Linked DNA regions of Mus musculus: all the other regions are linked to region 7. Evidence: chromatin contacts called from public HiChIP or PLAC-seq and promoter capture Hi-C data. All regions are on one chromosome and are shown on one strand. Each heading gives the region's core, a stretch centred on a gene start, on an enhancer-like site or on the middle of the called end of the contact. The rest is flanking DNA. Distances are from core to core; before and after follow the strand shown.

The links. Promoter capture Hi-C pulls out the DNA fragments that hold promoters and counts their contacts. HiChIP or PLAC-seq counts read pairs in DNA pulled down with a chosen protein or histone mark. Capture Hi-C pulls out chosen DNA fragments and counts their contacts.
Region 1: a promoter capture Hi-C map of neural stem cells shows a contact between it and region 7. The contact joins the promoter of Sdf2l1 here to the promoter of Crkl in region 7. A contact is called at or near these places in 13 of 39 promoter capture datasets (the C10 cell line, the HPC-7 cell line, HPC-7-derived erythroid cells and 8 more), 9 of 484 Hi-C or Micro-C datasets (B cells, LSK cells, effector CD8 T cells and 4 more), 13 of 115 datasets of contacts at active chromatin or transcription factors (the 230-238 cell line, the SCID.adh cell line, bone marrow-derived macrophages and 7 more) and 3 of 9 other capture datasets (adipose tissue, liver and macrophages).
Region 2: an H3K4me3 HiChIP or PLAC-seq map of embryonic stem cells shows a contact between it and region 7, with 15 read pairs. The contact joins the promoter of Ppil2 here to the promoter of Crkl in region 7. A contact is called at or near these places in 7 of 39 promoter capture datasets (the C10 cell line, the HPC-7 cell line, embryonic stem cells and 3 more), 4 of 484 Hi-C or Micro-C datasets (B cells, LSK cells, embryonic stem cells and 1 more), 11 of 115 datasets of contacts at active chromatin or transcription factors (the 230-238 cell line, the SCID.adh cell line, bone marrow-derived macrophages and 5 more) and 2 of 9 other capture datasets (adipose tissue and liver).
Region 3: a contact with region 7 is called in an H3K27ac HiChIP or PLAC-seq map of microglia, with 4 times the contacts expected there. The contact joins the enhancer-like site here to the promoter of Crkl in region 7. A contact is called at or near these places in 8 of 39 promoter capture datasets (the 3T3-L1 cell line, the C10 cell line, embryonic stem cells and 5 more), 3 of 484 Hi-C or Micro-C datasets (embryonic stem cells and nephron progenitors), 5 of 115 datasets of contacts at active chromatin or transcription factors (the 230-238 cell line, the SCID.adh cell line, embryonic stem cells and 1 more) and 2 of 9 other capture datasets (adipose tissue and liver).
Region 4: a FOXA1 HiChIP or PLAC-seq map of pancreatic cancer cells shows a contact between it and region 7. The contact joins the promoter of Scarf2 here to the promoter of Crkl in region 7. A contact is called at or near these places in 1 of 484 Hi-C or Micro-C datasets (cortical neurons) and 3 of 115 datasets of contacts at active chromatin or transcription factors (embryonic stem cells, memory CD8 T cells and pancreatic cancer cells).
Region 5: a contact with region 7 is called in a promoter capture Hi-C map of liver. The contact joins the promoter of Ess2 here to the promoter of Crkl in region 7. A contact is called at or near these places in 1 of 39 promoter capture datasets (embryonic stem cells), 1 of 484 Hi-C or Micro-C datasets (CD8 T cells), 1 of 115 datasets of contacts at active chromatin or transcription factors (memory CD8 T cells) and 2 of 9 other capture datasets (adipose tissue and liver).
Region 6: an H3K4me3 HiChIP or PLAC-seq map of intestinal villus epithelium shows a contact between it and region 7, with 6 read pairs. The contact joins the promoter of Klhl22 here to the promoter of Crkl in region 7. A contact is called at or near these places in 1 of 39 promoter capture datasets (hippocampal neurons), 2 of 484 Hi-C or Micro-C datasets (CD4 T cells and embryonic stem cells), 3 of 115 datasets of contacts at active chromatin or transcription factors (intestinal villus epithelium, microglia and pancreatic cancer cells) and 2 of 9 other capture datasets (adipose tissue and liver).

Annotation. Positions count from the first base shown.
Region 1 is chr16:17,130,737-17,134,445 of GRCm38.p6, forward strand. It overlaps Sdf2l1 (stromal cell-derived factor 2-like 1), which reads right to left and starts at 1,647. Exons shown (of 3, transcript NM_022324.3): 1 at 1,388-1,647; 2 at 861-1,057; 3 at 1-52. The coding sequence starts at 1,574.
Region 2 is chr16:17,109,662-17,113,060 of GRCm38.p6, forward strand. It overlaps Ppil2 (peptidylprolyl isomerase (cyclophilin)-like 2), which reads right to left and starts at 1,591. Exons shown (of 21, transcript NM_001252444.1): 1 at 1,482-1,591; 2 at 1-33. The coding sequence starts at 1,513.
Region 3 is chr16:17,180,082-17,183,471 of GRCm38.p6, forward strand. The region is part of intron 1 of Ube2l3 (ubiquitin-conjugating enzyme E2L 3); the gene reads right to left. Among named protein-coding and RNA genes, the nearest start is that of Ube2l3, 20 kb to the right of the region's middle. Within about 2 kb of position 1,535, at least 86 of the 459 cell types and tissues checked have an H3K27ac peak or open chromatin away from gene starts, as enhancers often do. A contact at or near this core is called in adipose tissue, liver and microglia, where this site is marked.
Region 4 is chr16:17,795,247-17,798,783 of GRCm38.p6, forward strand. Scarf2 (scavenger receptor class F, member 2) reads left to right here and starts at 2,036. Exons shown (of 11, transcript NM_153790.3): 1 at 2,036-2,281. The coding sequence starts at 2,133.
Region 5 is chr16:17,909,997-17,913,929 of GRCm38.p6, forward strand. Ess2 (ess-2 splicing factor) reads right to left here and starts at 1,352. Exons shown (of 10, transcript NM_022408.2): 1 at 1,166-1,352; 2 at 92-260; 3 at 1-4. The coding sequence starts at 1,309. It overlaps Gsc2 (goosecoid homebox 2), which reads right to left. Exons shown (of 3, transcript NM_029469.2): 3 at 3,118-3,722. The coding sequence ends at 3,621.
Region 6 is chr16:17,757,381-17,761,346 of GRCm38.p6, forward strand. It overlaps Klhl22 (kelch-like 22), which reads left to right and starts at 2,241. Exons shown (of 7, transcript NM_001359068.1): 1 at 2,241-2,314.
Region 7 is chr16:17,450,357-17,453,976 of GRCm38.p6, forward strand. Crkl (v-crk avian sarcoma virus CT10 oncogene homolog-like) reads left to right here and starts at 1,629. Exons shown (of 3, transcript NM_007764.5): 1 at 1,629-2,432. The coding sequence starts at 2,122.

The DNA of each region.
Region 1 (3,709 bases), core at 397-2,896, 320 kb before region 7:
TCCACAGGTCCAGGTCATCACCCTCACCGTCTTCCCCAAAAGCACTCACCTCCTGAGAGTATAAGGTATAGGAACAGTCACACAGAGGGCACAAGCTCCCCTGAGCTGCATGTCTGGCCGTCATATTTGCACCTAGTATCCTGGGGCCTCTGCTCCTTTTCCTGACCTTCAGCATTCACAGCTATGAAAATGGAAGCCAAGAGTCCTGCCCTAGCTAGGCTCAGCGGCACACGCCTTTAAGCGTAGCACTCAGAAGGTATAGGCAGGCAGATCTCTGGGGGGTTTAAGGCCAGCCTGGTCTACATAGTGTGTTCTAGGACAGCCAGGGCTACATAGAGAAATCTGGTCTCAAAATAGACTCTCACCCCATTCTTCAGGTGCATAGAGCCTCTTGTATCAGACTGTGTAGTGCCAACTGGCCTTACCCCCAAATTCCCCTCCAACATTTTCCCCCTGAAACTCTCCAAAGCACTGTCAGATTCTCCCTGCGTCCCTCCCAGACCAGCTGCAATGAACACTGTACTTTAGTAGGAACTCTTTCGCAGAGGGGAAGGAGTAGGAAGAAGCTCCCACTTCTCTTTAAGACCCAGCCCTGAGTTTCTCCTTCCTGCAGTTTCCTATTATCTGCGCTGTGGGTCCACCTCTGTGTCCAAATACGAACTAATCTCTCACTTCTAACTCGGTGGAGAAAGTTACTGGGGACAGGACCCAGAGCAGGAGCTCCATAAACTTCTGAATAGAAACTCCCAATTCACAGTAGCTGACACTGAGTCCCCTCTTGGGCCCCTCCCCTACATCCCTCCCTCTGTCTTTGGGTCCCTGCCCCACGCAGCCTCTGTGGGTTTCGGAACGGGGCTTGCCTGGTTGTTGGATAGCGGCGACGGGAAGTGGTGCGTGTGCAGGTTCTTGCCGGTGAGCACGTGCGTGAGCCGCACTGCTTGCCCACAGCGCACTGGGAGTCCGCGCGGGCACCCACCCTCGGAGCCGCCGCGAATCCGCCAGTAACTATTGGCATCGTCGGACTCCTCCACGCCGGTTACCGACTGTTGGCCGCTGCCTGAAGAGTAACAGCCCACCCCACCCCGTGGATTCTTGTTAATCACAGACCTCCGGACCCTCGTCTTGAACACTAAAAAGTTTCCCTCACAGCCCCTACCACTCTAGGATCCAAAGAGCTCACCCCAGCCCAGGCCAGACCCTAAGTACCGGTGGACATCGCCCTCCCCCTTCCCGCGCATCCTCGATCCCTCAGGCTTGTCAGTCACGACCCACAAGCGAGTCTAGACTCGCAACCACCCAGCTCCCTGACAACCCACAGACCCCGCTAGGACCACCTAGTCTCTAAGCCCTCCGCCCCCTGGCGGTCCCAGTCACCACCCCTGCGCACCAGATCCGTATTTGATGTCGTGTGAGTGCAGCCGCACTTTGTGGTGGGTGTTGAGCAGCTTCAGCACTGACCCGCAGGTCACTAGCCCGGCGCTGGCCTTGGACGCGCCCCCACTCCGCACTGAGAGCGCCAGCAGCAGCCCCAGCAGCGTTGGCCCCGCTACCCTGCCCCGGCTCGCGCCCCACATCCCGCCAGCCGGCCAGGTTCCAGCTGCTCTAGACCTCTGCGCTTCCGTCCTCAACAGCGGCCAATCCAGCTCTGACAGCGCCCTCCCACGGCAGCCAATCGTCTGCGCGCGCGCGTTCCTCCTGCACTGCTATTGGACCGTGTGCAGCGGCCCCACCCCCAGCTTCCAAGGAGGTAGCTGGAAAGGGGTTGGAGACACCAGGAGGATTTTAACTGGTCCACGCTTCCGAGGACCCGCCAATAAAGCAGTGGCTGCGGCGAGCGTCCCCGGAGAGGCCACGGAAAGCCGCACACCCGGGTTGGTTGCTTCTAGTCACTTGGCTCCCGGTTAGAGATCCTCGGGTGTAGTAGGTATAGGAACCCCTTTGACCCTGGACCCCCTAAACTTTAGTCTCGTGTCCCTCCACTCAGACCCCGGGATAAAGCTACAGGTTCTTATGTTAATTACGAGATTTTGTGGTCTCAAAGTGGGCAGATAACAAAGTTATTGAAATCTCCTGGCCCCAGGAGTTAATCAAACTGAATCACATCAGTTTCTGGACCCCATGGTTTTTTAATTCTCTTAGTCATGCAGCTACTTGAGTCATTTGGTGGCAGAATCCTAAGGTTGCTGGATGACAAAGCTGTGAGCCCTCTCTCTCTCTCTCTCTCACACACACACACACACACACACTCACACAGTGCTGGCGCGCGCGCTCACGTACACACATTCACTCTATCCATCCATCCATCTGTTGAGTATTCACAAAGGAACTGCCCCTCCAGGCTACATTACTAAGAAGCTGATGAAGCATGTACTTAGGGCACTAGCTAGATACGCAGTAAAGTTTATGTTTGCATTAAAGTTTATGTTTCCGTCTGCAGATGTAGCTCAGTTGAGTGAGTCCAGCAAGCGCAAAACCCTGGATTTGATCCTTAGCAAATCAACCCTCAAGTAGTGGAGGCAGGAAGTTCAAGAATAAGTCTGAGGTCATCCGCCTAGAGAGGATGACAGGCAGACAACATGTTTCTAAGTAAGCTGTGTCAGAATAGTTAGAATCAAAATAGAGTCATTTGTCAGGCCTTTAACCCTAACACACACATGAATATGAGGCTGAGAAGGAGGGGATCTCGTGCATGAATGTCTAACAAGAATAATTTACAAAAGGCTCAGCCAGAACTGCCTTTCACAAAGGACCACAGCCTCACACAAAATATCTCTGCTTACACTCCAGAGCCAAAATGGGGGAACCAAAAATTCTTTTAACTTTTATGGGGCCTCACCTCATGACATTTTATATTTGTTTCCGTCTCTCTCTCTCTCTCTCTCTCTCTCTCTCACAGAAACTTTTTAAAACAGTTTTTTTTTTTTTATGTATATGAGTTGTAGCTGTCTTCAGACACACTAGAAGAGGGCATTGGATCCCATTACAGATGGTTGTGAGCCACCATGTAGTTGCTGGGAACTGAACTCAGGAACTCTGGAAGACAGTGCTCTTAACCAGTGAGCCATCTCTCCAGCCCTTGAAGTGGAGACTTAAGGACTCTATGTGTCAGTTGCATTGGGTTGATGTTTTGTTGGAGCAAACATGTGAAGGAACGTTTTGCTGAAGTGGACATAGATGAAAAGCTAAGACAGACTCATGAAGGAACATTCAGATAAAAGGATGTTTTGCTTAAACAAACACATGAAAGGACATATGATAATGGATTCTCTGCTAATGACACACATATATTGGTCCATCTTACATTTCGTAGTTGAGCTCCATTTGTCAGGACTCCATAGAGAAAAGTGCACCAAAAAACTTCTGGTGGTGGTATGTCTCGCTTCTTGCCACTTCTACAGACTCTGCCAATTGACAGAGTGATGTCAGCTGAGACAGACTCACATGGAGTTTTGCTAAGACAGACTCATGTGCTGAGGCAAGACCCATGGAGGACACATAATGTTTACAGAGAGAATAAAAAGGACTCGATGGACAGTGATAGACTTGGCTTGCTAACGTAGGTAGCTAAATGCTTGTTGGTCTTGCCTCTTAGCTGATCTTCCCTCCCTGAAAGAAGCACAGCCAAGAGTTTTTCCTGGCACTCCTATTGGTCCTGGTCCCTTCTGCTGATTCATTTGAATTGGGCTGAGGTCTTGCTGTCCCTGCTAGG
Region 2 (3,399 bases), core at 341-2,840, 340 kb before region 7:
TAGAAATGAGTGTACTCAGCACAAGTGATATACCTGAGGAAGACAGAGCATGTGTTACTGGGTCCTGCCACGGACAGGACAGAAGCTGTAAAAGTAACTTATGACAGAACGCCCACTCACTTGTCAAATCACATTAAACATCTGCATTGTGTGGCACATAAGAAGGACAAAAGATGGAGAGATAAAGAAACATCAACAGCACCTTGTCCAGAAGGAAATGAACTGGACTTATAGACTATCTGACAGGAAGAGCTAGGCACACAAAGCTCTGGGGAAGCCCTTTACAGGAATAACACTTACTGAGGCTGGAACAGGACAAGCTGAATCTGTTCCAGAAAGGAGACAGCAGAGGAAGAGTGTGATGAGGTACGTAGCAGCAGAAAAAGACACAGAAGCAAGGACAGCGGCCGAGTCAAAAATGAGTCAAAGATCAAGGAGAGTACTCTCTATTTGCCTAAGTGTGATGGGAAGCTGGTGGGTGATTTTGAGCAGGACCCAGACATGATCTAACATAGCTCCAGTTGCTCTGTGCGGTTGTTCTTCTGTTAGGATGAGAATTGTCTTCAGTCTATATATAGTAAATCAGGGACCCACTATGTAACCACTGAGCTAGGATAAGAAACGGCAGGCTTAGGTGTGAAAATTATCAAGTTCCCTTTTAGCATACTAGTTTTGAAAAAGCTGTAAGTTTTCCAAGTGGAGAACTGAGTGAAAGCTGCTGACTTAGTGCAAGAGACTCTTTGAACAGATCCACCACAGGGATGAAGGAAACACCCCCGAGGTCTGGGACAAGGGGAGGGGAAGCCCAGCAAAGAGGAATGAAATAGAGATCATTCGCAGATTAAATTACTAAGCGCCAAGCCTTTAATCCTAGCACTCGGGAGGCAGAGGCAAGGGGATTTCTGAGTTCGAGGCCAGCCTGATCTACAAAGTGAGTTCCAGGACAGCCAGGGCTACACAGAGAAACCCTATCTTGAAAAACAAAAACAAAAACAAAAACAAACAAAAAAAACTACTAAGCGCATGTAAGATCTCACTAAAGGCTACTTTTGGAAAGGGAAGAAGCCCAAGGACTGAAAAGCTGGATACTAGATCTGGCAATACAGAAGTCAAAGATATCCTTGCAAGCAGCTAGGGGCGGGGAGCATCTGAAGAGACAACAGAAAACAGAAAGTACAGCAGCAGCAAATGGGAGGGGAACATGGAGCACGACCCGCCTATCTTCAACTTGAAGGCTGTCGCCTGTGTGTAGGCTCTCAGACTAGAGCCAGGACGAAGCGGACAACCAACTCAGGGGCAAAACTCGTTCGCAGAAAGGCTAGGGGTAGGGAAATCCCGGAAGTTAGTTAGTCCGGCGGTAGAACGCCCTGGCCCGCGTAGGCTGCACTGAGGGACGAGACCGCGCCTGTGAGAGCTGAGGCTTTCAGATGATAGCCTTCAGCACGGCGACGAGCTGAGACGAGAGACGCGACCCAACTTACATCTTGTCCTTCTGGTGCTGTCGCTTCCCCATGGTGGCAACAAACCGAAGAGACCACAGCAGACACTGACTATGGCGCCTCCGCTTTCTCAACTACTTCCGGAGATCGACGCACTGGATCCCGGAAGTTGGAAGAAAGCATTCTGGGAATTGTGGTTTCCAGGTGTCCAGGTGCTGGGTGCAGGCACCGTGCTAGGCTGAAGCTTGCTAACTTTGAGTAGAATCCACTTTTCCTGTCTCCCACCATACTGCGTTGCCTCCCCCAAGCCCTCAAAAACTTTTCTATGCACTGTCTGGCTACTTGTTCAGTCCATGCTATGCTAGGCAGACTCACTCAGACTCACCTCCTTTGTATCTAAAGATCTTCAACCTTTTTCACCTTCTCTAAAGCCATGTCCATGTGTATACTCAACTCTTCTCTCGTTCGGTCCCCACGCCCTTCAGGCCCATCAGCTGGCAGATGACCAAGCCCTCTCTGCTCCTTCTGTGGCCAGATCTTTGGTCTGGGTCTCATGTGCCGGGAGAATGGGTCCCAAGTCTCCTTTTTTTTTTTTTTTTTTGGTATTTCGAAACAGGGTTTCTCTGTGTAGCCCTGGCTGTCCTGGAACTCACTCTGTAGACCAGGCTGGCCTCGAACTCAGAAATCCGCCTGCCTCTGCCTCCCGAGTGCTGGGACTAGAGGAGTGTGCCACCATGCCCGGCCCCAAGTTTCCTTTTTAAAATTGTGTGTGTGGTTAAATAGTGGCCATGCCACAAGTGTAGAGCTCAGAGGACAAGTGAGGAGTTGGTTCTCTTTGCCAGACTTGCACAGCTCTTATTTGTTAAGGCATCTCTCCACCCTAAGCTGGGTTTTTGTTTGTTTTTGTTTTTTGAGACAGGGTTTCTCTGTGTAGCCCTGGCTGTCCTGGTGCTCACTCTATAGATCAGGCTGGCCTGGAACTCAGAAATCCACTGCCTCTGCCTCCCAAGTGCTGGGATTAAAGGTGTGTGCCACCACCGCCTGGCTGATCAAAGAATTCTTAATTTCCTTGTTCCAAATCTCCACTTTGATGCTAAATGGTATGTTCCATACCCTAACCCTAACCTCCTGATAAGATCTTCAACCAAATAATTTTAAGATGTCTTGTCAAATTCCTACATAAACATAAAACATTAGAAACCCCCTAGCCTTGCAGTTTGGGGGATATTAAAAAAAAAAATTCTCCTTTGAGACTATGCTCTCAAATCCTACTTTAGGGAGATAACCCTGTCTAACTGAAAATGCAACCAAAAAATCTGGGTCACTGGTCTGATTCTCATTTGGCAGGATTAACAAGGACCACCATCCACCCAGTTAGCCAAAGGCAGTCATCCTGTCAGCTTCTTACTTCATAACTTCTGCCTTCCAAATAAATCTTACCTCAAAAGATCTTTTAGCCCAGTATGGTGGTGTACACTTGGGAGGCAGAAGCAAGCAGATCTCTATGAGTCTGAGGCCAGCCTGGTCTACAGTGAGTAGAGAAACCATGTCTCAAAAGCAAATCAAAACTAAACAAAACTACCAGTACTTGGGAGGCAGAGGCTGGTAAGTTCTGTAAGTTCAAGTCCTCCTAGTCTACATATTGAGTTACAGGTCAACCAAGAATATACAGTGAGACCAAAACAAAACAAAACAAAAAAACACTTTCTTGGCCACCCCACTCACCTCTCTCATAGTTTATCATAATTTATAATTATATAGTAATTTTGCTTATGTTCTGATTTTTATTATCTATAGTCCCAAGTGAGGTATGATCAACCATGACTCAATATGTATATCCACTAATGTCCAGTAATGATTGACATCTTACATGGAGAAAGATTCTAAGGCCAGCATATGAGGTGACAATGAGAATCACAGTTTTGAAACTCGGGCAAGTAACAAGCTGTAAACTGACTGA
Region 3 (3,390 bases), core at 285-2,784, 270 kb before region 7:
CTGCTCTTCCGAAGGTCTGGAGTTCAAATCCCAGCAACCACATGGCGGCTCACAACCATTTGTAACGAGATCTGACGCCCTCTTCTGGAGTGTCTGAAGACAGCTACAGTGTACTTACATATAATAAATAAATAAAATATTTTTTAAAAATTAATAATTAAAAAAAACAAAAGAAGTGAAGGCAGATCTTTGTGAGTTGAAGGCCAGCCTGATCTACAGAGTGAGTGAGCTCTAGGACAGCCAGGGCTACACAGAGAAACCCTGTCTCAAAAACAAAAACAAAAAAGATGAAGTGAGGGCTGGTGAGATGGCTCAGTGGGTAAGAGCACCCGACTGCTCTTCCGAAGGTCAGGAGTTCAAATCCCAGCAACCACATGGTGGCTCACAACTATCCATAACGAGATCTGACTGGAGTGTCTGAGGACAGCTACAGTGTACTTACATATAATAAATAAATAAATCTTTAAAAAAAAAATTTACTTTAAAAAAAAAAAAAAAAAAAAGATGAAGTGAGAGAACTGTCACCTGCAGAGAGGACTGGGTAGCCTAATAGAAGAGCATTTCAGGGCTGACTCAGCAGGTAAGAGCACTGACTGCTCTTCCAAAGGTCCTGAGTTCAATTCCCAGCAACCAGATGGTGGCTCACACCACCCATGAGATCTGATGCGCTCTTCTGGTGCGTCTGAAGACAACTACAGTGTACTTATGTATAATAATAAATAAGTATTTACTAAAAACATTAAAAAAAAAAGCATTTCTCAATAGGGCAACAACAGGATCCAGAACAGGATTATGCATCTCAGTATTCTGAGTCTCACATATAAAAGAGATGCCAGACATCGTGGCTACACCCTACTGAAATTAATAGCCTCTGTAGACCTAGCTGGGAACCACTGGCACTAGAATGACCAGGATGCTAAAGTTCCTGCATTGCCCAAGATGGCTCTGAGGGCAACAACTGCCTCCACCTTCACTAAGGAAAACTGAAAATCTACAGTGCTCATTCAGAGGTTCTATCTAAAGATCTGAGAGATGGCAGTGCCCCTAAAACTGAGATGATCCTGATAATGATGAATTGGGAAAGAATTTCAAGAAATCCAAGTAAATGCAGAGGGTAAAGTCCAAAGGCTTTATTACAAGTAATGAAGGAAAGGAGTCAACTTAGAAAAGCTGGTGAGACAGTTCAGAGGCTAAAGGTACTTGCCATTGAAATTAGGCAGTCTGAATTCACTCCCCATGATACACAGGGTGGAAAGAGAGAAGAGCCTCCGGCTAACTGTCCTCTAACTTCCACACTATAGCATGAGCACATACAAATGCACACACGGGCACATACAAATTAATTTTAAAACAAAAGAAAACACAGAAGTAGCCCATCTCTTTGAGAATCAAGTCTGAAAGACTTAACCAAGAATGACATGAACTTACAAAACATACTTCCTCAAAAGGTTTATTTCAGTTCTGCTCAATGCCAAAAGCAACCTGGGGTCAGCTGTTCAAAGCTGATGGTGCAATGCTGACAACCAAGATATGAGCCAAGAGAAAGCAGAACCAGCCAACCCTTTACCCTTCTGCTGGAAGGCGACAAGTACACAGGGGAAGAGCAGATCAGATCCCTCTTTGATTCCAGCTGCTCAGAGCTTTGGAAGAAAGCCGGAAAAAAACATATTCTTTTCCGCTTCTCTGGGGTTTTTGTTTTAGTTTGTTTTGGGTAGTGCTAAAGATATACCCAAGGCCTCATCAGGTGTACTGCTGCTGTACACTGTATTCCTAGCTAAAGGCCCAGGCAAGAGAATCATTGTAAATCTGAAGCAAGCCTGGAACACCATATCAAGTCTCTCTCTCTTTCTCTCCACACCAGGGCTCAGATGAGCTAGGCAATGCAAGCACTCTACCACTAAATTATTGCCTGAGATAGTTTGAATGAGAATGGCTGCCACAGGCTCATGTGTCTGAATGCTTAATCCCTGTTGATGGTTTTATTTGGGAAAGATTAGGAAGTATGGTCTCCTTGGAGGATTTGTGCTCTTGTTGAAAGTGTCACTGGGGTCAAAAGCCCACACCAGTGTCTGTCTCTCTGCTTGGAACCTGTGGATCAGATGTGAGCTCTGAGCTACTTCCCCAGCACCATGCCTGTCTCTGTCTGTCTGCCTGCCTGCCTGCCTGCCTGCCTGCCTGCCTGCCTGCCTACCTGCCTGCTGTCATACTCCCCACCATGATGATAATAGACTAGCCCTTGCTTCCTTTTTAAGTTGCCTTGGTCATGTGTTTCACCACAGCAATAGCACACTGACTAAGACCACCCCTTCGTCCTACTTCCTAAGGGGAAATATCCATTTCTCAATTTTAGCCTCTCTCTCCCGTAAAAGAAAATTGGATACACACAGGCCAACAGGAAGGCTAAGTACAGAGTGTGGGAGACAAAGTGTGGCAGAATCAGAGAGCTGGCCTCCCAGGAACCACTTTCCCCAAGTCCTTAACCGATTAGGGAAAACAGGAGACTACCTTGCGTGGCCAGCCATGTATTTTGTTTTCAGACAGAACCATCCAACTCAGATATATACATCTGTATTTTGACACAGTGCCCCCACCCCCAGTTTTGTTGTTGTTGCTGTTTTTGTTTAATGGGGGTAGGAAATTGTGTCCTATCTATCATGGAGACTTGACTGTTGTGCTACCAAGTAGCACAAATCTACAATATTAGCCTCAAACTTGCAGAGAACACCTACCTCCGCCTCATCAGTGCTGGGACTAAAGGTGTAAAGGCATATATTACCACACCTGGCTAGAAGCATGCTCTTTAAAAAGGCAAAATCTTCTGCAATGGCTAATCTCGATTGTCAATATGACTATCTGTAACTTACTAAACTCCAAACAGCCAGGCACACCTGTTTTTCTTGGTTGCACCATTGGAAGACCTACCTTAAAACCAGATTACCTGAGGTCAGAAAACCCACTCTAACTCTGGGCCACTCCATCTGGTGAAAGCCCCCACAAAAGGTCATGGAAGGGAGCTTTTGTTTTCTGTCTACTTGCCCCCACTCTCACTGGCAAGTTCATCTGTCCTGACCCAGCCCTTGGCTGTCGTTTGAACCTACTTTTTTGGGATTCCAACAGACTGCCAACTGGCAGCTCTCTAGGCTTCCCTGAAACATCAGCACCAGACTGGAACTGCTGAGACATTCAGTCTCTTGGATCTTGGCGACAGCTGTTATTGGACTACACCGACCACAGCCTGTAAGCCACTCTAATAAATTCTTTATTAATATATAGATATATATTCATTCTATCAGTCCTCTTCCTTAGAGAACTGTGACTAACACATGTATTCCCACTGAGCTTGGCACATGGAAGCAACCAGAATAGTCATTTCTACTGCAAGTCTGAGAT
Region 4 (3,537 bases), core at 786-3,285, 350 kb after region 7:
CTTTGCCAGCTGCACTCTTGTTTCCTTATGTTGCTCTTGTCAGCAACTGCCACAGCAACAGGAAAAGTGGACAGCATTCAAAGTGGCCACCCACACTTTTCTCAAGAGTCGAACCTGGAAAGTTCAGCTTGTATGTTCAGGTCCCAGGCAGGAGTTTACCCTAGCTTAGGGAGAGGGTAAATGGGGTGTGTGGGTGACACTGGGGAACTCATGTAATGAACATGAAGTCAGGTTGCTATTAGGTTGTGCCCTTCATAGCCATCAAGCATGGGAATTGGTCTATGGGAAGAGGATAGGCTGATGCCATTGGGACGTGGCCCAGCTGAGGCTTCTCCTCAGGTCAGTACTTAGAAAGCCCCAGCTGAACCACGCAACTACAGGAACCTCTGCTTCTAACAGCCTGGGGAGCCTCCTTGGGGAGGCCACTGCTGAGGGCAGGGTTGTACTCACCCTCAGCTTCCCAGAAGTGGTTGGCTTATTTACTTGTTGCTGAGAAGTATTTGCATTTGTGACCACATGGGAAGACTGTTCCTTTTACCCACTCCACCTCTCCCCTGCGCCACCAGCCTAGCCAGGCTGAGAGGGCTGAGGAGAGGCCTGAGGTCCTCCCCTCCCCGCCAGCCTGCTAACATCTATGGCCTTGGGCCTGTCCACTGCTCTGGTTCCGGCTCAGTCCTTCAGGCTCCCTGTCTACACCACCTGTCCCTCATACGCAAGGTGCCCTCTGCCGGCTGCCCAGGAAGATATTGTCTAACCTTTCCCTCAAGTCAGAAGCACACACACCTTGGTGGGACCAGGCTGCCAACAAAGGTGTGTGAACTCCTGCAGTCTGGAGCAGTCTGCCTCAGGGTCTCTCCTGCTTTGTCTTTTCTGGACCCATGCAGCTCCAACCATCTCCTGTCTGACCTAGGCTGTGGTAACCATAAGTACTGTGTTCTGCTCTGCCTGGGTGAAGCCAGTGATTCAAGGCAGGGATGAGAGAAGAGCTTTACTGGTGAGAACAGTAAAGGGTTAACAGAGGGCCCCTGCCCAAGCTGCCTCCTGGCCCAGGGGTCTTATCCTTAAGCTTGTGTAGAGACTTGGAGGAAGGATATCTTTAGCCAAGTCCAAGTCGTCCCTAGGATGGACACTGATTCTGCAGCTCCTTTGACAGGCTTGCTGATGTCATACTAAGGTCAGGCTAGAGGTTCCTGGTAAAGGAAGCTTTCTGACTCCGAAGACTTCTGGTTCTGCTTACATGACAAGGCTCACTTTGACAGCTGTTTAGGGAATGAGGTGCTCAGGAGATCAGGAGACAAAAGTGGGTATGGTAGAGACAGAGCAATCTACTTAGTGGCCCTGGTTGTCCTTATGTAGTAGGGGGGTCTCCATTCTAAGCCTTGATTTCACTCTCTGAACTTCTCCTTCTTAGGAGCCAATAGCCTTCTCAAGCTGAATACATGCCCTGGGCACCCAGTTCCTTCCTACCCCTTGAGAGGACTTCTGAGTTTCAGTTTTCATCTCCAGTGTCCCCTTCCCTGTCTTTACCTCCTCATTATATCAAAGACCATCACTGCTTCCTTCTGTTCCAGGCTTTTTCCTCAGAGAGCTCCTTTCCCTAGGTCTCCAGTTCATTCCCACAGGTCTTTGTCTACATCTTGCATGCTGCAGGAGATCAAGAGATGCTAATGGCACACCATAGAACAACTAGGGGTTCTTAGCTCCAGCCGAAGGCCAGTGTGTGAACCGGGGCCTTCTCCAGGACCCCTTTGCTCCCGGGCCTGGCGGCTCCAGGGCTTCTGACAAGGGGGAGAAAAGGCGCGGACCAGGACTCCTTCACAGGATCCCGCAGCTCCTTCTTCCCGCAGTGCTTCGCCGGCTTCCACCAAGTTCACCCCCGAGTTCGTGCATGGCCAGGTGGGGGCGGGGGCCGAGCAAAGAAGGGGCGGAGGCGCGACCGGAGGGTGGGGTCTGGCGCGCGGGGCGGGCGCTGCCGCCTGGCCGGCCGCGCTGGCCCAGGATCAGGGAGCCGATGTGGAATTTCCTGCCCGGCCCGGCGCCCCTCCTGCCGCCCCCCGCCCGGCCTCGCACTCCGCTTCCGGCCGCCCTTGCCGCGGCCGCACCCGCGCCCACCCGCGCCTGCCCCGCGCCTCATGGAGGGCGCAGGGTCCCGGGGGGCCGGGCCGGCGCGGCGCCAGGGAGCCCGAGGGCTGGGACTGCTGCTGCTGCTCTGGCTGCTGCCCGGTCTCGCGGCGCCCCAGGACTTGAACCCGCGAGGCCGCAACGTGTGCCGCACGCCCGGGTAGGAACTGGGCCTGTCCGAGGCGTGGGCGCGAAGCGGGCTGGGGGTAGCGGCGCCCCATTTCAGTCCGGGCCATCTAGGACCTCCCTAAACTGGTCACGCGAGCCCCTCGGGCCTGCCTCGCGTCTTGGGCTCGGTTCCAGGCCAAGCCTGGGCCCTTAGGCTGCATCCGAGGGCCGGCTGGACCAGAAATCACCTGAGGGGTAATGGAGTACTGTGGGGAGCCCCCAGGGGTACTATGTGGTGTCCAAAATGTCAGGGGAGAAGAGAAAGGAGCTACTCCCTAAGCCAAGCAAGGACACTCGGAGGGGACAGCATGTGCATAGGCTTTAGGAGCCAGTGGCTTGAGCCTGGAGTAGGGGTTTAGAAGGGCGAAGGAGCAACCTTGGGCGAGCTGGGCACTGGGACAGTCGAGACTTGGAAGGACAGATTTGTCTTGGTAGAGCGGGCGCGGGGTGGGAGGAAGATGGTGGTGAAAGTGAGCACGGACAAGGCTACACTCACGGTGGACCAGAAACCGGAGTGCTTGAGGACAATGATGGACGCGCGATGGGGAGGACGTGGGAACCCCTGTTGGCTCCTTGTGGGCGGCCACTGGGTGTACGGAGGTGGGTCTCTGAGAGGATCTTGCTAGGAAAGCCGGTGTGGGACAGGCCCAGCCAGAAAGCAGTGGAGCCCGGAGCTTGCGCGGAGGGTGAAGAGCGACGACGGCTGAGTAGGCGCAGAAGCCGAGGGACCTGTCTGCTCGTCGGAGCCACGACGCAGTCAAGGCATCTCTGCAGAGGCGAGGAACCCACGGTGGGGCGCCTCTGCCAGTGCTGGGGAGGCTGTTTTGGGACTCCAGGCTAGGGTCCCGGGGGGCACCCTGGGTCAAACGGCTCCCCGGGGTGCGAAACGTCAGCTAGGGTTTTGGAGGGTCAAAGTAGACGAGGGCTGCTAGCTGACCGCGCGGTTTCCGAAATCGGGTCGAGAGGACACAGACCACTCCCGGCCGCGAGCCCCGCCTCGGAGGCGGGGGGGGGGGGGGGCGCCTGACTAGCCATCTGCTTCGCATCGCCGCCGCCGCCTCGTCCCGGGCCTCCCCGGCCCCAGGAATGCAGCGGCTGAGGCAGGCGGGGCGGTGCCTAGGGAGGGCGGTCAGCCCGCACCAGGCCTTCTCCTCCTCCGACCGGCTGGCTGGGGGACGGGACTCCAGTGGTGGGTCAAGCTGTTCCGAGCTGGAGTTGGGGAACCCTTGGTCTCCAATATTTCCGCTG
Region 5 (3,933 bases), core at 102-2,601, 460 kb after region 7:
ACATCTGAGAGAAGCAAATCAGAAATTAGAGTGAGCCTTACGTGATAACAGACTTTCCCTAAGCCCTCTAAAGCAGCACCCGTCCTCTTACAGGGTGGTGGAGGTTCCCGAGATATCTTGCCCAGGGCAGAGCCAAACTTGATGGCAATCTGGCGCATGCGCTCCAAATCTCCGTTTTCCTCGGCCTCCAGGTACTCCTTCTGTGCCTGTAGCTTCTCCACATCAGGGAAGAAGTCTCTCTGGATAACTGTCTGAAGTCCCTGCCATGAGCAATCAGAACAAAGGCCAGAGTTGTCATCTGGGAGTCCTGACGCACAATCCACCACTGTCCATGTTCCACCCCTTAGACCTTTCCCTTCTGCCTAGCTGGACAACTGTCATCTACAAGATAGGTTTAGAACTGTCTTTTCTAGTAAGGCTGTCATCCCACATAGCTCTGATGTACCAGTTAACTACTGAACAATCTCTTGAAGCCCATGAAATCCCTCACTAACTGATCTTTCTCTTTGCTGGCTCCATCTATAACACCAGCCAGACTAATGTGGATATTGTCATCCTCCACCCACCCATGAATTTGTATTTCAATCTAAACCTTTCTCTTGAAAGCCAGTCGCCACTATCGCCACCACAAGAAAAAGTCCTCAAGATTTCAGATCCAGCCCGCCCTTGCTGTGAAGCTGAAAGTCTGTACAGTCAGCTGCACGGCAATGGTACAAGGCAGCATATCCCAGAAGCATCCTAAATCTAACCAGTCTAAAACCAACCCTATGTCGGTCTGTCCTCCAGCGTGTTTGCAGTTGGACCCTTAACTCGAGGAGCAACTGAGACCCACTCACTCAATGACGAAGCCAGTTCCACTGTCTAATTCCGGGACCCCCAGCCTTTGACACTTTACAGCCTTCCAAAAAGTCGTCTTCACCATCTCTCGAAAAACGTGTCAAAATTCTACCTATACAAGAAACTATTTCCTTGACTCTCAACAGAAAACTGGATGCCCACTTCTGCATTGTTTTCTTGGTTCTCAATGCTTTCCAACCCAAAAACAGTTGTTCCACTTCCAAGGGCGGCTGAGAGTGCCAGGACCAGAAAAAATTCAAAGGACTGGACAGGAACGCGAATAGGGGGAGGGGCCCGGAAGTCGCCAGCGCTCGCACTGAGCTGGTACCTCGATGTACTCTTCTTCATCCAGGACCCGCTGCCTGCTTCTCGCAACTCCGGCCTCTCCAGCCTCCCCAGCCGCGCGCTTCCTTGAGGGCGCGGACGCGGAGGACAGAAACAGAGCACCCGCCGAGGTCCCGGGCGTCCCCATCGCTATCCCAGAATCGCTCGGGCGGCGTCTGCACCGCTCCAACAGCCAGCCAATGGAGAAGCAGTATTTTTGTAACAAAGCCGGCGCTCCAATGATGTCACTGGGAGCGCCGGATCTTAAGAAAGTTGTAGTCTTTTATCCCCACCCGCGTTGCTCATGCCCATCTAGACTATGATCACTAGGGGGAGCTGTAGAGTGACTGACGCCACAGTCCCTCTGTTAAAAGTTCCAATTCTTTAAAAAAAAAAAAAAATGCAGATGCTTCAAAGACATTTTTAAATACTTCAAAAAATTTGGTTATGACTTCCAAACTCAGAAAAAGAACACTAAGACAATTCTTCCCGTATACTTATCTAACAAAATTTAAATGAAAAGAAAGAACAAAAGGGTCTTAAATCTCTGGTTGGATTTATTAGTTCCCTGTCTGCCAGGATGGGCTTCTCACTGAAAGCATTAGTGGAACTTTCTTCCTAAGGGAGATCATGAATTAGGTGGGAGAAGCTCTAGCCCAGAATGATTCATTACAATTTTGCTTTTCCAATGATCTTGTCCTTCATTGTGAGTCACTGGGGACTTTATGACCATGTCCCTGCATCCATAGAGTTGACCATACAGTAGAAAAATGTTAAATCATGCTGCCAGTGTGTAAAGTTACAACTGTGACCTGCAATAAGTCTGCACTCAGAGAATCTCAACTGCTACACAGGACATGTCAAGTGGCATTTCCCCAGGCAGAACATGGTTGTAGATGGAAAAGATGAATGGATGGGCATCAGGCAATGGGAAGGCCCAGCAGCGGGGTGGAGCAAGGCAAATGCCAAAACAGACCTTTAGTCACACAGTGCGCTAAAGAAGGAGATGACACCAGAGGGGGAGAGCCAGGCTGCACAGTATCTTTGGAGTCCTGTCAAGAAACATTATTTTAAGTGAGCTCAGGTGAAAACCAGAGAAAGCTGCAATGGTTACCATGCAAGGGAATGCAGCTTTCATGAGGTTGGTGCGCCTGAAGCTGCACACGAGCTAGTTTCTGGGGGGTTATTGATATGTTTAAAGGTGAAATCGGCTGGACTGGGTATGATCCGGTAATAATAGCAATTAATGATCAAGAACTCTATGATTTAACGTGCCTTTAGCAGGACAGTGAATGGGAAAATGGCCTGTTGTATATATGGTGCCTGCCGCAAGCCTGTGGGCTTCCAGGTGTTGTCAGAGGTACAGACTGACAAATACCTCAGGGGACAGGCCTGGACTGGAGACATAGAGGTGGGAACTGTAGCCTAAGGATGGAAAAGATACACCAAGAAGAGTATGGAGGGGGCAGAAGAGATGGCTCATCCGTTACAAGCATTTGTTGCTCTTCTCGAGGATCTAGGTTCAGTTCCCAGCACCCACACAGTGACACACAACTATCCATAACTCTACTTTCAGGGATTCAAATATCCTCTTCTGATCTCCATGGGCACCAGGCAAACATGTGATGTACATGTATATATACAGGCAACACACACAGCTATGCACTCACACACATACATCCACACACACAGCCAAAGATTCCCCCCATCTGTGAAGCTGGTTGGTAGTGCCTAGAGGCCCAGATCCCCAGGAGGCCTTGCCACCATCTACCGGCTTTAATTCTGACGAGGGAGACATGGTACTGGGACTGGGTACTTGTTGAGCTGTGCTCTGCAACACATGTTGATCCACACCCCACCCCCAAACTCTCTGGAAAGGGACAATGGAGCCAGTCCCTCAGTTGGTGTGGAAACAAAGCCTGAGACACAGGGACTTGAAATCCTGGACTGTTCTGTGGTCTTTGAAGATCTCGTTTATTTCTTGGCATCAGCTCAAGGCTGAGGTGAAGGAGCAGATGCAGGAATCTGGAAACTACCAACTACAACCTTCTTCTTCCACAGGTCATGACACCAGGGCCCTAAAGTGCAGGGCCTGTGAGGACAGAGTACGCCCAGGGCTGAGCAGACACCACTGCCTTGCATAAGAAGGTGGAAGGACAGAGAAGAGGCCAGTCTTGGTGACAGGCATGAGGTGGGGAGTTAGGCTCTTCGTCCTGCATGGAGCTAGGGCTTCTCTAGGTGCTGAGGGTGGCTGAGGAAGTTGACCTGCTCTGTGTCTGCACTTGACCTGCAGGAGGTCTCTGGTTCCTGCCCCACATGCCCTCCCTTCATGGGTGAGAAGGCGGCTTTGGATCCCCTGGCTGCCAGTGCTGGCAGCGTTAGTTCCTGTTCAGGTAGGTCTGTCCCCCTCCTCCTTCCTTGTGCTCTACTTCATAAAGCCAGATAAACTCCGGACAGCATCAACAACTCTCCTTGGGAGTTTTCTTAGTCCCAGGCAGGAGCCTCGATGAGGAAGCACGCTTTTGGTGTCGCCACTTTGCCCGGCGGTTCTTGAACCAGACCTGAGGAGGAGGGAGACCAGGACAGCTCAGGCCCCAAGGATCCATCATCCAAAGAACTTTGGAAGGGCTAGGTGGTAGGCTTCAATGGAGGTGTAGGTGAATGGATCTGCAACCTCCTTCCCTCACACACTTTCCCAGCCTGAGCCCAGGCTCAGGCGCGCTCTCTCTCTCTCTCTCTCTCTCTCTCTCTCTCTCTCCTCTCTCCCCTTCT
Region 6 (3,966 bases), core at 991-3,490, 310 kb after region 7:
TTGGTGATGGACCGGGAACTCTCTTTTTGCCTCCCTTGGTCTTGTGTCATTTCACTCTGGTGCTTGTGACAGTAGGTGGATCTTGCTGGTATTGCTCTCCAGTAAGACTAACAAGATAACAATTGTAGTATGGCTTTCTTCTCCATGACATTCCCAGAGCCACCTTGGGGTAGAGAGTGCCTGTTAGCCACAATAACCAACTGAGCAGAACAATACAGTACTGTCTAGGTCTGCAGTAATGGTAATGATACTCCCTCGTTAGAAAAGGGGAGGCCCATAGGTCCCTCAGCTGGGTTTCTAGTTACTCCTCTTGGCCTTCCTCCTAGGTGCATGTGATCTTGAAGGGTTTGACAAAACTCTTCCTGGGGAGACAGAACACACACCTACTCATCCCAGGTAAGGAACCCACAACAGAGCGAAGCCCTCCTTGGTGAACCAACAAGGTTATTGAGGTTTCTTACAGGGATATAGGTGATAGGTTACTTAAGGAGCAGAAATGACTCAAAGACAGCTGCACAGCAGGCTGGGAGCCTGGAGCACACTGCACAGCCTGCAGGCAGGGGAGGAGTTTGGAGAGTCCTTTCCAGGTATCTCAGATGGCCTAAACCTCTTCCAGGCAGCCCAGCTGCTTTCTGGTTTGTCAAGGCAGCTGGTCTGGTCTGAGTCTACTGTGCAGCTTTTCTCCTCTGAGAGTCTTTTGTGCAGCTCAGTTTCACCTGTCTCAGCTTTTATTATTTCTCTGACAGGGAGGGACCAAGTGTATTTGGTCAGTTTCAAGGACTTCCTGAAACTATTTTGAATTTTTTAACCTTCCTGCTTAAGGAGTTTTTCTGAAGAATAGAATGCTCCAATCTTGGGGAAAACTGTTATACAAGGAGAAAACGAATCTTCCTTTCAAATCCAGAGACCAAAGTGGGCTTAGGTCTTTAGAATGGGAAGAGCTTCATACTATATAAACTAGGTTTGGGGCATAGACTTTGAGATTTCTTCCTATTCTGCTATTCTGTATCTCTAGAACTTTCTAGTGGGTGACCTGTTTCAGTTGTGTTTTCCGATAGTCAGAAGTGACAAGGGAGTGTTGTCTTCTACTTTTTGTTGGATCTCATATATTTGCTGATGGTATCTCTTGCTAGAATACTTTTATCATGGTCTAAAAGTCTCCAGCAACACAGGTGGAGTCATTTGGTCCAGGGAGCCCTGACAGGTAGAAGTTCACGTGCATTGGGTGCCTCCTTTTCTAGAGGCTGGGTCTTTTCATCTGGATCTATAGCTAGGCCTCCGGGCAGCAATTAGGGTTCCCCTAAAACAGCCTTTCTTTTATTCATTTTCTTCTTCCTTTTTTTCTCCCCCTTTTCATGAGGAGGCTTCCTTGGCGACATCTTTTCTCTTACATTCTCCACCATATTGAAACTACAATTTCCCCCCATCTATCTGTAAGAAGGCCCTACAGCTCCACTCTTGGATTCTGCTATAGGTATGCGCCCCTCAGAGTGTGGTCCTCCTCGAGGTGAAGCAGAGAAAAGTGGGTGTCCCCAGGACAGCTAGGGGCAGGTGAGTTTTGGGACTGGGAACCAGATTTACTCTGGAGTCTCAGAAAAGAGGAAAATCAACACTTGTCCGTACATAAAGCCTTTGCTTGTTTTCACTCTCCACAGCAAGCACCGGACGAGGAGCCTTCCAAAGTCTAAAGTACAATGACAGAAGAAACCAGGGAGCGACAAGGAGGAAATAAGAGGCAGAAGGAAGACCTCAGACAATAAATAGGGCTGTGAGGGAAAGGAAAACAGAAAGAGATAGAGAGGGTGGGAGCGACCTAGAGAGGAAGCAAGGAAGAAGCAAGAAGGAGGGGACAAGTGAGACGATGAGTGAAGTAATAGACGCACGATGAAGAGGGAAGGAAGTAATGCAGGAGAAACGAAGAAATGACTGGGGGAGGAAACGGGAAAGTGAGGGAAGGAAGGAGTCGATGAGGGAGATGGTGAGTGAAAGGGTGTGAAGAGACAAGCCAGTGAAGAAGCTATGAGTGAGAGAATGAGTGAGGGTTAGAATGAGGCCAGGAGAAAGGGAAAGAAGGAGGGCCTAGGTTTGCACCTTCAATAGGCACCTCGAGGGTGGAGCTTCCGGACAGCGGATCCTTCGGAAGAGCAGCCGGGGTCTGACCCTTCAGCCTCTTCCCGCCCCGCCCAACAGCGACCCCCCCTAGAGTCCCCTTGCGCCTGCGCGGCATCCCACGTGACGGAGAGGCTCCGCCCCCACCTCCAGCCTCCCGCCTCCCGCCTGCTGCGAGAGCGGCCTCAGCTTGCGGCAGCACCAGGTCAGCTGCGAGGCATGTACCGTGCGGGCCCGGCAGGCCTTCTTCGCCGAGCTTGTGCTGCACGCGGGGATGGGAGAGGGAGCGGGGATGGCGGAGGGCGCGGAGATCTGGGCCAAGTACCGCGGGCGCCTGGGGCGGGCACGGGCGACTGCCTGACGTGGCGGGGGCTTGGCCGGGCGACCCCCGGGCGTCCGGCGCGGGCCTGGCGCTGTGGCGCGGGCCCGCCGAGGCCTGCGCGTGGCTGAAGCGGACCGTGGCCCTCGCAGCCCGGTTGGTCAGGTTCTGTCGCCAGCCGTGGGTCCGAGTGTGGCCTCTGGCCTGTCCCCGTCCCTCGAAGCTATTCGAGCAGGGATTGCAACAGGCAGCGGGCGGGCCTGGCTGCCTCTCCCGGCGTGACCTCAAGCTCATCAGCCGCGGCTGCGGTTGTTGAGAGAAGCCGGAGAGCAAGCGCTGTCAGTGCAAAATCCCCGGATTGTACTAGTTTAGATCCTGTACAGGCCGAACGAACGGACCTGTCCGGGCGCAACGGGGCCACCTTCTGCCCGCGGCTGCTTCCTAGGGTAAGGCCTGATCTCCGAGATGCTCCTCGTCCGTGCTCTGGGAAAGAAGCCATAGAGCACGTCAACACCTCTTGGATGCTCCCTCCCACCCCCGTGGTAATAAGGACCCGCTCCCTCTTCTGCTCTTCCCAAGCTGCTGTTTTTCCTTTTGTTGCACACCTTACGTTGTGGTTCAGATGCGTTGAGGACAGATACGGAATGGGAGCCCCCACAGAAGGTTGAGGATGCCTTTCCAGTAAATGATTCCTTGAAGATTCCTCTAAAATTTGTTTCAGTGCACAGCTGTTTGTAGTAGCAAACAATGGTAGGGAACCTAGTTTATATGTGTGAGAGGGGCATGAAGTTATAAGCAGAAGCTAAAGGAATGTGTAGAGGAATATCTTAGATCTGCAGTCACCGTAGTCTCCTTAATGTTTTGTCGTTTAAAAAAAAAGAGTGAAGCCAGGTGTGGTGGTCCCTGCCTTTAATCCCAGCACTCTGGAGGTAGAGTTCTGTGAGTTTGAGGCCAGGCTGATCACCAAAGAGTTCCGTGACAGCGAAGGCTGTTAGAAACAAGTGGTCTGTATGTGCACCTGGGTGAAGGTGCTCTAGAGACCAGCAGAGGGCGCCTCCACCCGATGTCAGCGCTGGGAGCTCCAGTTCCGGGCAGGAATAGTTTTGCATTAAGTGCACTGAGCACTCTAACCCCACCTCTTCCTTATAGGCAACTTTGTGATCTTTTTGTATCAGCACTCCGGAGTGGTGGAGTTACAGATCTGTTACCATCCTGTCTGGCTATACCAGAGATTCTGGATGTTGTTGCATTCTTGATTGTACTGAATTTCTTTTCTTGAGCTTTTCTTGTGCTCTGCCTGTCCAAAGGAGTAGCCATCTGTTTTACTGTACTTGTTTTTGTGGTGGCCGTTTAGAGAGCAGATGATATCCATCCCCTTCCAAGAGGGCAGACAGGCTGCTCAGCTGACAACTGTGAGGACCACCTCCACATGTGCATGGTGGGGGAGGGTCAGTGTCTGTTAGGACAATTAATCACCCACAGATGGGGAAGCCTTCCAGGACTCTGAGGTTTGGAGATAGCAGCCAGAGTTTGGTTAG
Region 7 (3,620 bases), core at 379-2,878:
ATTACCACTCTACACAGAATTTTAGAGGACACCTTAAGTTGATTGTCCTTCCATCTTCAGACCCAGGGATCCAATTCAGGTGTTTAGGCTTGGCTGGCAAGAGCTTACTTCCTGAGACATCTTCCTAGCCCCCATGAAGCATCTCTGGTTATGCCAAGTTACAAAAAGGCACTAGACCTTGACATTTTCCCCTTCGCTTACTTACCACTGGGATGGAATCACCAGTTATTACCCTACAATCTAAGAATTGCTAAACATGGGAAATGTAAACGGCCAGAACAAGACTTTAGTGATAGAGATCTAAGTAGGAGTTCTCCTGTATTCCTCACTTTTGAGATTTCTCCCTCCCCTAACTTCCTCCCCATTTTTGTTGGGTTTCATAGAGCTCAGCTGCCTTGAACTCATGATCCTCCTGCCTCCATCTCCTAGTGATGGGATTATTGGTATGTGTCACCACCACTGGCTTGGGACATGCCTTCCTGTTTATCTAATTTGGGAATGCTATGACCAATAATCCAGCATCTGTTTTTGTGGTGATTTTTCACAATAGTCATTCATTTAACAAATTTCTGATCATTCAAGACTAGATGTGGATTTAAGGCAGGCAAAATATAGGTAAATAAGACAGTATTCTGTGGTATTAAAATTTCATCCTAGCCTGTTGGTGGTCAGAGTTAGTTCCAGGACAGCCAGGGCCACACAGAGAATTCCTATCTTGATAGATAGATAGATAGATAGATAGATAGATAGATAGATAGGCCGGGCAGTGGTGGCGCATGCCTTTAATCCCAGCACTTGGGAGGCAGAGGCAGGCGGATTTCTGAGTTCGAGGCTAGCCTGGTCTACAAAGTGAGTTCCAGGACAGCCAGGACTACACAGAGAAACCCCGTCTCTAAAAAACCAAACAAATAATTAAATAAATAGGTACTAGTCGGGTTGGAGGGAGAAATATGTCAAGGGAGGCAGAGCTGAAACTGAGCAACGTGGAATGGCAGGAAATGAACTGTTGCAGAGCAACAGGCTTCAGGCCAGACACAGGTGTTGCATTTCACTTGTTACACTTTACAGCCGGTAGTGTCCAGTCATCCTCACCAACACACTGTCCTCCTCGTAAAGTATTAGTCAAACTGATCTTCACCATCATTCCACGTGTACCAAGGAGGATCACCTAGGGCAGGCGTTATTTGATAGGTTATTCAGTAACCTATTTGATGGTCACCTCACTCCCTAGGTCATGCCCTTCCTGAGCCACCTGATTTACCAGGGCCTTCTGGCTCGCAATCATCTGACGGCCACGCCTTCTTGGCCGGACACTCAGCAACCACTCTACGCTTTGTTCACAGAAACAGGTTTTCAAAACGCTGTTCCCTCTCGGCTCCAGCTGTTTTCCTGCCAAGCCCGGGAAGCCTGACAGCAGCAGCTTCTCGGCGGCTGCTTTGCGGTCCAGGAAGGGCCTGACCCTCTGCCTCCTCCCGGAACGCGGGAGCCCGCGCGAGTGGCTCACGCTGGGACCCTCGCGAACGCACTCCTGATTGGCAGCGCCCAGTGACGTCAAAGGAAGGGCCTCCGCGGTGGAGGGGGTAGAGCCCAGCTCCGCGCGTGCGCAGATTGAATGCGCTGGACCAAGGGGGAGGTGCCCGGCTGCTTCTCCCGCGTCCGCCATTTTGTTGCTGTGGCTATTGGGAGCGGGCTGGGTAAGACTGCTCGGGAGGCGCGACTCTTGTTGGAGTGCGGTGCTTCGTGTGACCGCGGGGATCGGTGCAGGCTCTTGAGGCTGTGGAGCCGGCGGCGGGTTCCAGGACAGAAGTCACTGGAGCCTCCCCTGTACTCCGGCCAGCTGAGAAGCCCGAGGCGGCCTCCGCTACTGCTCAGCTTCGCCCACCTCGACCCCGGGGCTTTGCCCAGTGTTCCCGGACCGGCTCTCCGTGAGGCGGCCCGGTGCAGGAGGGCGGTGGCGGAGGATGCTGCGGGGCCCGGAGCCTAGAGGAACGTCCTGACCAAGCCCTCTGATTGTTCCTCGAAGTGTTCTGAGAGGCCCTTCCTCGACCCCAAAGCCGACAGCGGGTAAAGGCTTCCCAAGCAAGAGAGCCGCAGACGCCGCCCATCCCCGAGCCCAACACCATGTCCTCCGCCAGGTTTGATTCTTCAGACCGCTCTGCCTGGTACATGGGGCCAGTGACTCGCCAGGAGGCGCAGACTCGTCTCCAAGGCCAGCGCCATGGCATGTTCCTAGTCCGGGACTCATCTACCTGCCCCGGGGACTATGTACTGTCCGTGTCCGAGAACTCGCGTGTCTCGCACTACATCATCAACTCCCTGCCCAACCGCCGCTTTAAGATCGGGGACCAGGAGTTTGACCATTTGCCGGCCTTGTTAGAGTTCTACAAGATCCACTACCTGGACACTACCACCTTAATCGAACCGGCGCCCAGGTACGCGAGCTCCTGCCCTTCTCCGGTTCAGAACTTGACCGGATGCGAAGGGTCGGTCAAAGATTAAATTTTGGGGGTAGGGTAGGGGATAGAACTCCTTTTCCTCATTCTAAATCAGAAGACATTCGGATTATAAGGCCAATATCAGGATCTGGGTCATTGGATGAAAGGATGCATTTTATTTAGACATTTAGCAGTGCTGCTTGCATTGTTTAAATGCACCCCTAACCCCCCACATATATACACAGTTTTGCCACTTTACTTGACTGTAATACTAATGCAGAATGCTTATTAACGACGCTAAAAATATAGACTTCCTTGAGATTCTGAAGATAGCCATGACTCCTCCTTTCTCGAAATTCTTGTACACCATTTAAGGTTTTTGTAACTCCTGCATTTTTCAACTAACTTTAGGTTACAAAGTGGCCTTCGGCCTTTGGAATAATCCTTAAAATGGATCGAAAGTGTAGAAATCTCAGAATCTGATTCTCTAGCACTCATTTTTAAAACTGGGATTACCAAGAGAAGACAGTGGGATTATATTTGAAGAAATTTGTATCCTCACCGTTCCTTCCTCAGGGGTGGGAAGTGTATTTACCTAAATTCTACATTAATTCAATTTTAGTTTTTTTTTTTTTTGTAATTAAGTCTAGTGGTTTAACATATGCTTTAAAGACCCCTAAGTAGAGCTAGCTGAGATAGATACACACCCCTAGTCCCCTAAGGAAAGAGGACCTTGATTCCAAGTCAGACTGAGCTGTAGCAAGACCCTGTCTTAAAGAGAAAGATATTGATCCCCAAGTGTTCTCTTTTTCAAGTAAAATGCATTATTTTATAATTTGCTTTAATTTCCCTAACGAATATCATCAAATGATACAGTGTGAATTGAAAAGGTGTCTAGAGACTTTAAAAGATATTTTCCTGCCCAGTTTATTTCTAAGCTATTTTCTAAAAAAAGAATTAAAGGCTGATTTAGATTTTTCAGGGTGAGGCGACTTCATAAAGGTGAAATTTGCTCTGAACTTTGAAAATGAAAAGATACTATAATTAATTAAGGGCACCTACTTAAATCCAAAGAGTTTCTTCTTTAGGATAGAATAATGAAGGTGGGGTGGTTAACCGTTGCCAGACCGAGTGGATTTTAGGAAGTGTGGAGAAGGCTAAGCCTGATGATGAGTGAGGGGAAGT